Linked DNA regions of Mus musculus: all the other regions are linked to region 4. Evidence: chromatin contacts called from public ChIA-PET and promoter capture Hi-C data. All regions are on one chromosome and are shown on one strand. Each heading gives the region's core, a stretch centred on a gene start, on an enhancer-like site or on the middle of the called end of the contact. The rest is flanking DNA. Distances are from core to core; before and after follow the strand shown. Region 1 overlaps Rb1 (RB transcriptional corepressor 1). Region 2 overlaps Rb1 (RB transcriptional corepressor 1). Region 3 holds the start of Sucla2 (succinate-Coenzyme A ligase, ADP-forming, beta subunit). Region 4 holds the start of Fndc3a (fibronectin type III domain containing 3A).

The links. Promoter capture Hi-C pulls out the DNA fragments that hold promoters and counts their contacts. ChIA-PET counts read pairs in DNA pulled down with a chosen protein or histone mark. Capture Hi-C pulls out chosen DNA fragments and counts their contacts.
Region 1: an RNA polymerase II ChIA-PET map of effector CD8 T cells shows a contact between it and region 4, with 10 read pairs. The contact joins the enhancer-like site here to the promoter of Fndc3a in region 4. A contact is called at or near these places in 8 of 39 promoter capture datasets (the 3T3-L1 cell line, the C10 cell line, the HPC-7 cell line and 4 more), 3 of 484 Hi-C or Micro-C datasets (adipose-derived mesenchymal stem cells, bone marrow-derived macrophages and cerebellum) and 4 of 115 datasets of contacts at active chromatin or transcription factors (acute myeloid leukemia, astrocytes, effector CD8 T cells and 1 more).
Region 2: a promoter capture Hi-C map of liver shows a contact between it and region 4, with 2.6 times the contacts expected there. The contact joins the enhancer-like site here to the promoter of Fndc3a in region 4. A contact is called at or near these places in 9 of 39 promoter capture datasets (the 3T3-L1 cell line, the C10 cell line, cranial neural crest and 6 more), 2 of 484 Hi-C or Micro-C datasets (LSK cells and granulosa cells), 7 of 115 datasets of contacts at active chromatin or transcription factors (astrocytes, bone marrow-derived macrophages, extraembryonic endoderm stem cells and 4 more) and 2 of 9 other capture datasets (embryonic stem cells and pancreatic islet).
Region 3: a contact with region 4 is called in a promoter capture Hi-C map of adipose tissue, with 4 times the contacts expected there. The contact joins the promoter of Sucla2 here to the promoter of Fndc3a in region 4. A contact is called at or near these places in 2 of 39 promoter capture datasets (liver and stem cell-derived epiblast-like cells), 3 of 484 Hi-C or Micro-C datasets (B cells, embryonic stem cells and rod photoreceptor) and 1 of 9 other capture datasets (adipose tissue).

What each region holds. Positions count from the first base shown.
Region 1 is chr14:73,288,845-73,292,054 of GRCm38.p6, reverse strand. The region is part of intron 4 of Rb1 (RB transcriptional corepressor 1); the gene reads left to right. Among named protein-coding and RNA genes, the nearest start is that of Rb1, 35 kb to the left of the region's middle. Within about 2 kb of position 1,929, at least 25 of the 459 cell types and tissues checked have an H3K27ac peak or open chromatin away from gene starts, as enhancers often do. A contact at or near this core is called in effector CD8 T cells, where this site is marked.
Region 2 is chr14:73,251,342-73,254,998 of GRCm38.p6, reverse strand. The region is part of intron 17 of Rb1 (RB transcriptional corepressor 1); the gene reads left to right. Among named protein-coding and RNA genes, the nearest start is that of Lpar6, 15 kb to the right of the region's middle. Within about 2 kb of position 1,353, at least 121 of the 459 cell types and tissues checked have an H3K27ac peak or open chromatin away from gene starts, as enhancers often do. A contact at or near this core is called in astrocytes, bone marrow-derived macrophages, embryonic stem cells and 7 more, where this site is marked.
Region 3 is chr14:73,551,411-73,554,852 of GRCm38.p6, reverse strand. It overlaps Sucla2 (succinate-Coenzyme A ligase, ADP-forming, beta subunit), which reads right to left and starts at 2,067. Exons shown (of 11, transcript NM_011506.4): 1 at 1,956-2,067. The coding sequence starts at 2,045.
Region 4 is chr14:72,708,438-72,712,016 of GRCm38.p6, reverse strand. It overlaps Fndc3a (fibronectin type III domain containing 3A), which reads left to right and starts at 2,014. Exons shown (of 26, transcript NM_207636.2): 1 at 2,014-2,299.

The DNA of each region.
Region 1 (3,210 bases), core at 680-3,179, 580 kb before region 4:
AGAATGTTATAGAGAATTGATTAAATTACATAAAAACAGAAAAGAATATTATAACTACTACATATTGAAGTTCAAAAACTTTAGCAGTTATATAGACAATTTTGAAGTGCTCTGGATCTTTCTGTATGCTATTCCCTAAGGGCCAGGATAAGCAACGGTGTTTACAGTCCAGTCTGTGGGATACAGCACCACAGTTCCCAAAGAATTTTCTTCTAATACAACTAGAACATGAGAGTTCACGATGACCGTCCACATTCCAGTTGAATCTTTGAGATGTACTTGATGTAGAGAACTCACAGTCTGAGAAACAACCAATTGGCTCCTAGAGTTAGTTATCTCTCCTGTAATCTATAGCCAGCAAGCTTGTCATGGAAGGGGAGCGGTCAGGGTTCTAGAGCAGGCTCTGCCCCTCTGGTCTGGCTTGAGATTCTCTCTCTATTTTCTGTAGTTTGCCTTTGTTATCATCTCTGTGGGAAGCTGGGTTTTACAGTCCTCGTGAAGTGTCACCTGAATTGGGGCTACTCAATAGACAACCATTAGAGTGTGTTCCCAATGAGCTGTTCATAGTAAATATGCATAGATGCCTTACTGTATTATCAAGTACAAGGTGCCCTTACAACAGAGAGGGTAGAGGCTCATCATCCATCCTTCTTGTTCTCTATCAAAAACAGTAGCTATTATCTATGAGAGAGAAGGAAGGGGGTTACAGTAGAGCTTAGAGGAGAAGCAGTCACTCAGGTCTGCATTCTAACCTGATCCTGAGTATATACTATGTAATCTTGGATAAATGAGTTACCTAACTTGGGTACATAGTTTTCTAATGTCTAAATCAAGTTAATGAGAGTACCTATTAGTCAGGGCTCTCTATAGTAACAGAACTCATAGAATGGACCTGTATCTATATCTCTAGATCTATATCCAAAGGGAATTTATTAGAATGGCTTACAGGCTGCAGTCCAGCTAATCTAAGAATGGTTAACTATGAATGGAAAGTCCAAGAATCTAGTAGTTATGCACTCAGTCCACAAAACTGCATGTCTCAGCTGGTCTTCAGCATATGCTGGGATCCTGAAGTAGGCTCTAGTGGCAATGAAGGAATGGACTTGCTAGCAAGGGGAGGACAAGCAGGCAAAGAACAAAAGCTTTCCTCTCCCTTATATAGACTCCCAGCAGAAGGTGTGACCCAGACTAGATTTGGGTTAAAGGTGTGTTTTCTCCTCCTAAAGATAACGGACTTTTGAATTTTAGTTAATTCCAGATGAGGTCAAGGTGATGATCAAGTATAGCCATCACACACCTGTTAATGTTTTAATTGAGATAATATATAAATAGTGCTTTCATGATAGCTTTTAATTTGTGTGTGTGTGTGTGTGTGTGTATGTGGGCAAATGTGGGCTATAGCACAGTTGTGAAGAGTAGAGGGCAACTTGAAAGAGTTGGCTCTCTCCTTCTACCACGTGGGTCTCAGTTTCAAACTTATATTGCCAGGCCCAGCAGCAAGCATCTGTACCCACTCAGCTATCTCACAGGCCCAAATATTTATTAGGTTTTTAAAGAAGAAAATAAGACATTGTCTATTTGGAAAACACTGCATAATACTGTATTTTCATATTGTATTCCCTCTTAGACAGTCACAAAACACCAAGGCAATGCACGATATTTAGAAGTTTGATTGAGTTAAGCATTTTCTAAATGACTAATATTTACATTTGCCTTAGTTACTCTCTGTTGCTGCGATAAAATACTCCTACAGGAACAATTTAAGGGAGAAAGGGTTTACTTTGACCTACAGTTCCAGAGGGATACAGTTTGTCACAGTGAGGAAGATGTGGCAGCAGACCTGGAAAGCATGGTGGCAGAACAGGAGGCTCCTGACCACATGGCATCCCTCAAAAGAAAGCAGAGTGCATGAACAGGAAGTGGGTTTTGGCTATTAAAGCCGTAACTCCCACCCCCACCCCACCGGTGACTCTCTTTCTCAAGTGTGATCCTTGTGGGGATATTTCACATTCAAACCACAAACCATAATGCCATTTAACATCAGTTAAGATCTCATACAAGAAGTGTTTATGGAATATACTTTAAGAAAATGTATGATGTCAGCTGTTTTGTTGTAATCAAATTAACAAGCTACATCAAGAATTAACTGTTAGGGGCTGGAGAGATGGCTCAGCGGTTAAAAGCACTGACTGCTCTTCCAGAGTTCCTGAGTTCAATTCCCAGCAACCACATGGTGGCTCAAAACCATCTGTAATGGGATCCTATGCCCTCTTCTGGTGTTTCTGAAGACAGCGACAGTGTACTCACATACATGAGATAAATAAATAATTCTTAAAAAAAAAAAAGAATTAACTGTTAGTACCCTGCTATCTCCATGAGCTCTGAGTTTGATCAAGAGATCCTGCCCTCAAAGAATAAGATGAAAGAACAATTTAATATCCCTGACATCAGTCTCAGGCCTCCACATACATGTGTACATGTGCACATGCCACAACATGTCCACGTGAAAATGCAGTAATGGCTGTGATGCTGGATTGAAGAGTACCGCGTTTAAGTAGAAATGATGCAGTACGTCATGGATCTTAGCTAGGTGAGAAGGCGGTACTGTTGATTTCTACTAAGGAAAAAGAGAAGGAGGAAGTTCTGAATAGGGATTAGAAATAGAAATGTATCCAGAAAAATGAGTGGGGACAGGAACTGGGCGTGTCAGGCATGTGCTGAGCATGTGCACACCAAAACAGTGACTGGATGTGCTTTGAGCGCTGATGTATGGAAGGTAGGATGGGGGCTGGGCAGGAGCAAGCTAGCTGTGCCCTGCACAGTGGAAATGCTGAGTGCTTTTACACTGGGGAATGGCATAGTCTGATTTGGCCTTACAAGGCTGCCCTGCACTTTGTAACTTAAGATTTTTATTGACTAGTCTTTTGGAATAATTTAGCTTTAATTAAGTTGGTGGCTTTGAATCAAATCAAGGTTTCCGTTTCCCATTCTACTTGTACAGTTTTCTGGAGTATGAAGATTGCAATGCCAAAGCTTGTTTATTATAGGGTAAACTATAGAGATATATGTGGCTTATTGGTTAGTTACCCACTGAGCTAACAGTCTGGTCTGGTCATTGGTTTTGATTTAACAGTGAGTGACAGAAGCCGGTTCTTTTATCTTAGAACATGGTGATATGAGATGGCATTTTGTAGTAAGCAGATATACTTT
Region 2 (3,657 bases), core at 104-2,603, 540 kb before region 4:
GGATTAAAGGCGTGCACCACCACTGCCTGGCAGTGATATTTTACTAGACGTTAAATATTGTGAATTTTGCCTTACTGGTTCCTGGATATTTTCATATTCTTAATAATATTCTTGAGTTGTGCTTTGGGACACATTTAAATTGTAAGTAGCTTAATTGTTTTGTACTCCCTCCCCTCCCTCCAGCTTTTTCTTTTTCTTTTTCTCTTCTTTTTTCTTTTTTTGTTTGTTTCTTTCTGATTCCAGAAACTTTTTCTAATTTCCCCCACTATCCAAGAGGTGATCTTGTAAGTACTTTACCTGCTGCTGCCTGTAGATGGATCATAAGCTCGTCTACTGTGGCAGGTAGGAAGCAGTTTGGACTCCAGCAGTGCCTCTGCTCCCCCAGGGCTTCTTCGTCTTTAGTCCTGGGGAGTTATCTCATGGGTGTGGACTGCTGTGCCCCAGCTGAAGTGGGTCTCCACAGACCTGCTCAGCTCTGTTGTGTGAATCCTGTCCCCTCAGTGCTGTTGACTTGTGTTTGTTGGGAGCCAGTGGGTTTCCATTCCCATCATTGTCTGTCGGTGTTTCGGCTAGGATACTTTCCCTGCAGTGGGCTGCAGCATGCTGTCTCATGGGACTCTCGTGGGCCTTTGTCCTGCTGCTCACCATTTGAGAACTGTTTTTTTGTTTTGTTTTGTTTTGTTTTGTTTTGTTTTGATTTATTTATTTATTTATTTATTTATTTATTTATTTATTTATTTCAGTTTTGTAGTTGTTTAAAACCACAAAATCTGGTTCTTGTTCTCCAGCAGGGCTGTCAGTTTCTAAGTGAAAGGCTTCATGATTGGTGAGATCCATATAACTATGATGTCGAAGTCCCTGAGGACTGTTTAGGACAGTGTTTCTGTGGGGGCTGTTCTGGAGTACAGCTGACTCTGTGGAGACACCGAAGTGCTAGTAGTTCATTATTTCCTCTTAATACTATCTAGAAAACCACAAGAAAGTTGTGTCTGTAAATACTGACAGACGTGGCTGACTCAGTCACCAAACACAAGGGAGTTTGCTTATGCAGCTAATTTGATTACTATGTTCTTATACATTAGTTTTGATCACTATACTCTTACATATAAAGGTTAAACATTTTTCTTGTCAGTTCTTTCCCCAGATATTACATGAAGCACAGTATTATACACCAGTACTATGGTAGTAAGTGACTCAGCCTGTTTGAGTCCTGATTTGGTAGCAAACTCACAAACAGATTTTTGAGATGTTTTGGTATCTTTTGAAAAGTCAGTGTTGACAGGAAGTGAACACAAAAGGGAGAAAAGCCTGTGGCTCTGTAAAAGCCAAGGAAGGAGCCAAAGAAAGAACCTGTATTGTCTGGTTCCGTGGTGAATCATTAACCTCTGGTGCACTGGGCACAAAGGTTGCGTGCCTGCCTGTGCTATTGGCTGTGAAACAATACGCTGGCTTTTTTTTTTTTTTTTTCTTTTTAAGTTACAGTTTACAAAGAATTGTGCCTTACAGGAAAACAATTGAATTGTGAGATAATGATTACTTGACTTAGTAACTTTTAAAACTGTGGGTTAGGACAATGACACAGCGCAGGCCATGTTGACAGTTACACAAGAACCAGGGGACTGGAATGTGATTTTTTTCTACCATGTGATTTTTTTTTCTTAAAATCAATTCTTTCTGAAAACATATCTTACCATGATCCATTTTCTCTTTAATATCACACCTCTATTTTCCACAATTCACTGTTATGGTCTTGGGTAACTTGGGAGACTTGACTTCACAGTCAAAGTGAAAAATATTTTATTTTGTTCAGAATACATTGTTGATACTGGCTGAAATAGGGCTCAGGGATATTCTAGGTTGTGTGTCTCTGACAAAAAGAATTACTTCATAGTTTCTAAATTATTTAAGAAAAGCCCTTTTTTTTTCCCAAGACAATACCGGGCCCTCATTTTCCTCTTCTTCTTTACTTCCTTTCTCCTTCTTTCTGCATATCAGCCATTTGGAAAGAACTGCAGTTGCCCAAGTGAAAGAAACAAAACATGAGAAATAGCCCCAAGCCTCCAAGGAACTTGTGATCTAGTAGAGAAGTGAATTACAGTGCTGTGCTGAGCTATGGCAAAAAAAAAAAGGAAAAAAGGAAGGAGGAAAGAGGGAGGGAAGGAAGGAAGATGACAGACCAGTAAGAGTCAAACTAGTGAGCACACATGGATGAGAGACTGCTTACAACAGATTTGGGAATGTGCAGCGATCGAGGATATGAAGGTGGCCCTAACAGTTACCTAAAACCCAGCATTCAAAAGCTGCAGCAGCAGTTTGTTTTCTGAGTTCTAGGCAGGCCTAGGTCACAGAAGGAGACCCTATATTCACAAACTAATGCACAAAGCAACCCCTCTGCAAATTACTCCTGATGAAGATGAAAAGCCAGCCATGAGTAAAAAGGAGGTATTTTATACAAGGGAAGACAGCAGACAATTTTCTGCAGTAGCTTTGTGTGCTAGTGGGGTGGGAGGGTTCTTGGAACAGTCTGTGCCTCCTTCTCTCACAAAGCCTGCTTTAGTACTTTTGCTCTCACGCTGACGATGCCATTGCAGACATGATTATGTTAGTGCACTGGAGGACTCATTCACTAAAGATTGCTACAGGCTTTTGTGTTTGCTTTTTTAGTTGTATTAGATTATATGTGTGAGTGTTTTGCTTATGTGTGTATATATATACCACTTGTGTGCCTCATGCCTGTAGAGATCAAAAGAAAACATCAAGTCCTCTGGAACTGGAGGTTCATAGGTGCTAGGAACTGAACTGGGTTTTCTACAAGAACATCCAGTGCTCTAACCATTGACCCATCTCTCCAGCCCCAAATGTTACACTTTTTAAACCAGTACTTGTCCTCTTTTCTCACAAGCGGGTACTTATTTCTCAGTGTTTTGGTATCTTACTGTTGCTTGAATTTTGGGAGTCAAAACCTATGCTCTGGAATCTTAAGAAAGCTACCTGTCTCCAATAAACAAGGAATAAGTAATAGTAAAATACAGAGAAAGATAAAATTACTCTCTGTGGTACGTTGGCAAGAGGAGCAAATGGAAGTCACATCCGTCTGTGGACTCCTGAAATGAGGTCTAAGAGGCATGTGTAACTTGGACGTCTTTTTCAAGGTGTGGTCCCACTCATCAACTTGCCTCTATTCTCTGCTTTCAGAACTATGTGAAAATATAGTTCCTCCTCTTACTGCCACCAAGGATTCAGCCTTTCCCTTCCTTTGGCATGGAATTCCTAAGAAAATTTTAATTTGAGATTCATTGTTTCATTAGTTTGATAGTCAGAGAAAGACCTGAGTGTCTGTCTTTAGAATATCTCTTTTGCCAAGACAGTTATATTACCAACCTATAAGAAGTCGCCTTTACAGCTAGGTATAGTGAATCATATCTAGGGAGACAGGGGCAGGAGGGTCTTTTTGAGTTTAAGGCCTCCCTGGTCTACATAGTGAATTCTAGGGCAGACAGCTATATAGTGAGACCTCCATCCCTTTAAAAAAAAAAAAAAAAGACAGAAAATGTAAAAAGAAGTTGCCTTTAGCTTGCTCTTCTGAATCACTAATTAAATCACTAATGTACATGTCCTTCATACTCTAAGGCTCGAAGCATAACTGTGTGATAGCAT
Region 3 (3,442 bases), core at 818-3,317, 840 kb before region 4:
TGGGAGGCAAAGGAAGGTGTCTAAGTTCGAGGCCAATCTGGTCTACAAAATTGAAGGACAGCCAAGGCTACACAGTGAAACCCTGTCTCAAAATAAGAGGAGTGGAACTTAAGGAAAAAGAACATTCCTGACCCCCCAAAGTGGCCAATTCCTGGACAAACCCATGAATACCTGTCATAACCTGGGTTATTCTCCACGTAAATACAGAAAAACTGGAAGACCAGAGGAATAATTGCTTTTTCTTTCCAAGACAGGGTTTCTCTGTGTATCCTGGATTATCCTGGAACTTACTCTGTAGATCAGCTAACTTTGAACACAGGGATCCAAGTGCTAAGATTAAAAGGTCTGAGACACCACTACCCTGCTCAGAGGAATAATTTCTTTCAGTGAACTGAATTACTAAATTTAGTGTATGACCTTGAACAAGTTTCCTCCTAAGATATTGTGTCCTCATCTACAAGAGCAACTCCAAAGCCACATCTTTTTTAAAGATTTATGTATATGAGTACACTGATGCTCTCTTCAGATACACCAGAAAAGGGCATCAGATCCCATTACAGATGGTTGTGAGCAACCATGTGGTTGCTGGGAATTGAACACAGGACCTCTGGAAGAGTACTCAGTGCTCTTAACTGTTGAGCCATCTCTCCAGCCCCCGCCCCCCAAGATACATTCTTAATGCTATGGTAAAAGAGAAAGAGCTGAAATAAAGACAATTTATCAAGCATCCCATAGATGCAAAGGCATCTCTCTTAAAGGAATTTTCAAATAGATTAAAAACTATTAGAATAAAATCCTATTTGTTCACTAAATCCTTATCCTCTTAAAACTTGGCAGCATTATTTAAGGAAGGGAGGGGGCTAAATCTATCCACCTATGATGTGTCTAGTTACTTCAAAACATAACCAAAACTCTATCTTAGAAAGCTAATCCCGCTCTTGAAGTTTTAAGGTACTAACACTGAGGGCCAATTTGTTTGGGGCTTGTTGTTGTTTAATTGGTTTGTCTTTGTTATTTAGTGACAAGCCTTGGCTGGCCTTGAACTATGTATGTAAAAGATGACCTTGAATATCTCATTCTCTTGCCTCCACCTTAAGTGCTAAGGTTACAAGGATGCTGGGGATAGAACCCAGGACTTCCTACATGCCAGGCAGGCCCTCTACCAAATAAACTGCATTCCCAGTACCCACTTTTTGTGTTTGAATGCTGTAGAACAGACACAACAAGCACACAGCTTCAGAAATGGACCCTTGTGGAACTAAACCTCAGTTCTGTCTCAGACTGCTATGTCTCCTAGGCCAAAGTACTTCTCTGAGCCATCATCAGATCGTCATCAATGGTTACTGGCCTTAATGACAACCCCTGTGCTGTTGACAAGCCTAATGACCTTAGGACAACATCTGACACTCCCTAAATGTCGAGAAACAAAGCAGCAAAATAGGTACTAGAGTCTGTCCAGAAGTGAAATCCTCTAAAAGATTTACTCTCCCATCTAATCCTTACTCTCCCATCTAATCAGCTGGGAAACTGAAGAACTCGTTATCAGTACTCACTACCAGGACTGACTGATAGATCAGCTCTGCTGGTGTTCCTAAGTCCTTCCCACCTACGACAGTTTGCTGGACCTCAAAGTACACTTGAAGGGCATCCCCTTACCCAAAGGGGGTCCGGAAGCGTTGGCCCCGGGCAAGGACAGCCCCCGTCCCCTCTGGGATCGCTCCGGCAGGCTCCCGCAGGTGAGGCCGACTGCCAGGCCGCCCTGCCGGGCCTCCAGCGGCCGGGGGACGGAGCCGAGCCCAGCTGCCCCGAGCGCCAGCTCGCAGCCCTGGCCCGCAGCCTCTGTGCAGAGCAGGGCATCCCGGCCGTGCCAGCGCCGCTGAGAGCCCCGGAGCTGGGCCGCGCCCCTGAGCCTTGCCCGCCGACCCCCGCGGCCAAAGCGAACAGGGCGAGCTTACCTGGGCGGCGGCTCGCAGCGTAGTCTGCGGCCGGTGGCTCCTCAGGGCGGCCGCGGCCAACTGCCGGCCGTAGAACATGGACGCCGCCATTTCTGAGTCCGACCCGTCCCCTGGGCACCGCGCAGGCGCAGAGACGCAGTTGCTCTCGGGGCGCTCCCGGCCCGAGACAAGGACAATCCTCGGGGGCGGGGCCTCGCGTTAACCCCGTCGCTGCCGGAGGAGCCGGGTTTGGCAGGCACAAAGCAAACTTTGGCCTTCAGAACTTTGACCTCAGTGACATGTGGACAAGGGGCCATCAGAACGCTTCCTAGAGAACTGTGACGCTGCTACTTCAGTCTTCTTACCTTCTCTGAGCCCTAGTGGCCTCACAAGTGAAATGGGGTTACTTAGGGAAAGCGAATGTATGCGTTGAGCCTTTAGGATACAATAGATACTAAAATAAAACATAACACAAAATAATAAAGACAGTGCCACTGATACTCAAAAGACTGTTACTCACTAGTTACTGAAGCCGCCCATACTGAAAACACTCCTAACAAAGTGTTTGAGAGAGCTAGAGAGATGGCTTAGTAGTTTGGAGCTGGTACGGCTGTGGCACTCAGCTGAATTCCCAGCCTCATGTCAGACAGCTCACCACTGCGTATGGGCTCTGAAACTCTCTTCTGGCCTCCCTGGGCACCAGCACACACGTGCACATACATATATCCAACAATGCATACATATTAAAAGAAAAGAAAAGAAAATACTATCACATTTGAACTGAAAAAGATGGGGTAACCCAGGACCCAGAAAGACCTATTACATGTTCTCTCAAATTTAAATATGCTATCTTTAAATTTTTATATGTATGTATTTATGTGTGAGCAAGGATTAGAGGCCAGAAACTATAGAGGGCCCCATGAGAAGACACAATAATATGTTTGTGTGAAGGCACAGTAACTAATAAGACTCATGTAAGAAGGAACAGGGCGGTGAGGGAAAGAAGGAAGGGATCAACCAAAACTACTATAAAAATGGTGTAAGAAAGCCTATGAGTTGTAAGAAAGCCTATGAGTTGTATGCTAACTTTAAAATATACCCACCCCAAGGCATGCCTGATAGTTTATGCCTGCAATCCCATCCCAATGGAAGCTACAATGAGAAGTTAAAGAACTCCAGACTACTCTACAACTCACAGGGGGGGGGGAGATACCCCACTAGCCGTGAAACCCATCAGCAGCATCCTTTCATGGAGGGGGTAATGGTCTCATGAGGCCTCCCCCCTCCTTGAGGATTGGTTGAAAGTTAATGGTTGGCATTGGAGTGCATTCATTCAGTGGCGTAGCCTGTGTTCCTGTAAGCAAGCCAAATGAAACGTGTTCAGCCATCAAAGAAGAGACAGGAAAGTGAAGCCTGCAGAATTAAGAAACAAAAGTCGAAAATGGGTGAATATGATCGAAATGAACTAAATACTGGGGCTAGAAAGGCAGCTGTTCCACAGTTAAGAG
Region 4 (3,579 bases), core at 765-3,264:
GGCTGGAACTCAAGGAGGGTGAAGGTTGGAAATGGTTATTTATTCACTGATGAGGGAAAGAAATGTCTGCTCAAAGCCAACGTAGATTCCTGTGTCTCTCTGGCTAGGGTGATTTATGTCTTTCTTTCTCCCCAAAGGATATAAATCCCTCAGTTTTCCCCCTCCTCCTCACAGCATTGTGCACCATATCAAAGTGTCTAGGTCTACTTCAGTGATGTCTTGAATTACATGCCCTTGTCTCCTTCAACTAGTCTATTATTTTTTACTTTGCCTGTGGCATGTAGATGGGCTTTAAACATACTTATAAAAATGCAGGTTATTCTTAAGTTCATTTTTTATTTTTAATTTTTTTCATTATTATTATTTTTTGTCTACCACTGAATCATGGAACCAGAATCTTGAGGGAGTAGCGGTAGGATTCGGCATTTTTACGAAGTTTACAAGAGCAATGCTTTGGAAAATACTAGTTTGGAGTTAACTTTGGAGACTTTAGCCTCCAACCGAACAAGAGTTGGGCAGCAGTAAGGGGAAGCCACACAAGTCCTCCACATTCAGATATAAACTCTCCTATTGCAAAACAATGAGCAGTTATACTTCTGTTATTCCAAGCTCAGCTTTCCAGTAATTTTGTCTGGAAGAGGGCCAAAGCTGGAAGTTAAGAAAATGAAACATTTCTCTCAGGGAAAGGACTTTTGCCCCCTCTCCCCAACCCCCAAATATCTCAAGATGCAATTTGATAGAATCACTATCCTACTTGTTGACGGGAAGAAAAATAACCTCTCATTAGCTAGCTGTGGATACAAACATCGGATCAATCATTGCCTGCAGCCATAGCAAAAAGTAGGTGGAGAAGGAAGAAAGCGGGGCTTAAAAAACACCACCACAGGAAAATAGAAATGGTTAAAGTGGATGTACAGGCAGATGAACACAAGCCAAGTGAGGGGTCTTTAAGAAAAGTAAGAACACTGCAAATAAAACAGCACCAAGGTGGGGATTTTATACACTCGCGCACACCTCTGCAATCCCATGGGACTTTGGTACTGTCTGAGTATCTTATTTGATATTCAATGATCCACTAAGAATTTCATTATCCAGTTCTGTTTTGTTTTTTTCTTTTTTAAGAACGTAAGAAATTCGTACATCTTCGAGAGATTTCTGTCAAATGATTAAAAAAAAAAAAAAGATTGCCACCTTAAAACGCAGCGCAACCAATAAACTGAACTACAAGTCAGACGTGGAACCTGGTTTCATCAGTCACCAGTTTTGGCTGGACAGGGGGAGGACTCAGGTTCCCAAAGACGACCCTCTCCCTAAGGCTTCCGGTGAAACTGCAAAAGTAAGCAGTCCGGGCCGGCCCTCAGGCGCTACTGCAGCGTCCCCCCCACCGCCCCCCCATCGCTCGAGGCTTAAGGAAATTGTCGCCGCCTCCGCTTCGCTCTCCGCGGTGGCAGACGTCAAGGTAACGGGTTTCCACTAGATTCGGCTGGTCCGAGTCCAGAACCTTTAAGCTGTGCGTTTCTGAAAGACGTAAATCTGTTTCGTGGGTGCTAGAAAATGCCGGGGCTCTAACCGTCTGGGAGTGGGAAGGTCTGAGCCCACTTCGGGGCGCTTCCCCGTCCGGGGCTTGCCTCTAAAAGCACCTGCCGGCATCCTAAGTTCTGGGGCTTGCCGAGAGGGGCTGACACGGTTCGTCTCTGGGGGCGGTGGGTGGGGGGCGCTTTCTAAACTGCATTCGGAATGGCGTGTGGGGCCCCGGATACGTCAATCATCCGCACAGTTCCCGGGCTCTGGGAGAGCGGCACCGGAGCTCGCATGCCACACACACTTGCGGGCCCGGGAAGCCTCGGCTTGCGGGGCGGCGGGCGAGCGGGTTCGGGTGCGCGCGCTCGAGCTCGTGTGTGTGTGTGTGTGTGTGTGTGCGCGCGCGGGGGCTCCGGGTCCAGGCGGCCGGGGGCGCCGTCGGCGGGGCTCGCGCAGCCGCACTGGGCGCGCCGACTCCGGGCTCCTCCTCCCGGCTCCGTAGTAATCATGGCGGCGGCGGCATTCGCGGTCCCTCGGGTGAAACAGAAAGCGGGAGCTACGCGGAGAGGGAGCGAAGAGCGGGGCTGAGGCGGCGGCGCCGTCACTGCCGGGAAACACCCCTCCCCAACAACCCCCCTCCACAGCAGTCAGCGCAGCGGCGGCCGCGGGAGCCCCGGCCCACCGCCAAGCGAGTGAGAGGACGAGCCGGAGCCTCGCAGGAGAGACGCCCGGGGTGGGGGATCCGCCTTCCTTCGCTTCGGAGCGGCGGGATTCGGAGGTGAGAGCCGGCAGGGGGACGCCGGAGCCCGCGTCGGGGAAACCGTTAGGCTGGGGCTGCGGGCCGCGCCGCCGGAGGGCTGAGCCCGTCGGGGAGGGCGGGCGGACGGGCGACGCCCCCACGCGAGGCCGCGCCGTCCGCGGGGTGACGGACCCGGGACGCGGCGGGGACGTGCGCGACACCTGCCGGGGCTCGGCGACAGCGGAGCGCTGCCTGCGCACCTGAGGGTTAAATCCTCGAAAACACGCCCTTCGGGTCTGCGCCCGCCTGCCTGGCCGCCCGGGCGGCCGCCGCAGCCGGTGCCTGGCGGCTCCTCTTCCCCAGGTAAGGCAACCACCTGTTCGGTCGGTGGCGAGGAGGAAGGGAGGCTGCGGTGCTCGCCCAGCTCGGCAGCCTGCGTGGGTGAACTTTTGACACGACTCTGGGAAAGGGCGGCACGCGCTGGGTGAAGGAAAAGGAGCGAGTAATTTCGACGTCAGATCGCTAGCGCTTGCTGCTTTTACCGTGTGTGATAGGTAATTGTAGTTTTATTAAACTATCACCTTTCATAAAAAGCATTGGGGGGTATTCGTGTGTGTGTGTGTGTGTGTGTGTGTGTGAGAGAGAGAGAGAGAGAGAGAGAGAGAGAGAGAGAGAGAGGGAGGGAGAGAGAGAGAGAGATTGCTGAGGGTGCTAAGGATGGTGAGCTAGAGATTATTTATTTTAGTGAGACTGTAAGTTCCTTTGGGCACCTTCTCGGCTGTCCGTCTACTAACTGACAGTGGCAGGCGGACAAGGCTTTCCCTCTTTTTGTATTATAATCTTGAAGTGCTCACGGGTAGACTTTAAAAAACACCGAGCCACATAATGATGTTGCTGCATCCTATTGTGGTCTGTTTCAGTTCTTGAAACCCAAGTTTGTGCGTGTTGTAAGAAGCAAATAAGCATCGCCTCTCAGCCTCTTGGCTAAGATGAGTTGTAAGAATGAAAGAGCAGTTGAAGCTTTTCTGTAATATTTGAATCACTATGCTTTTGCCAGTATCAGTACGAAACATATGCCAGTCAAAACCGAGCCATATGTCAGACAGAAGCAAATTGAGATTTCTGGCTCATATCCCGTGTTTAGATAAATATTTAGTTTGTGTGTATTTGCGGAGTGTGTAATTCTTGTCATCTCGGAAATGTTGTTTAAGTCACCTAAAAATGTTCCAGAGAGATGACCCCCCTGCCTTCTTAACATTTTCTTGTTTAAATTGATTTTTTTTTTCTCAACTAATGAGATCAGTTACCCATGGAGACAG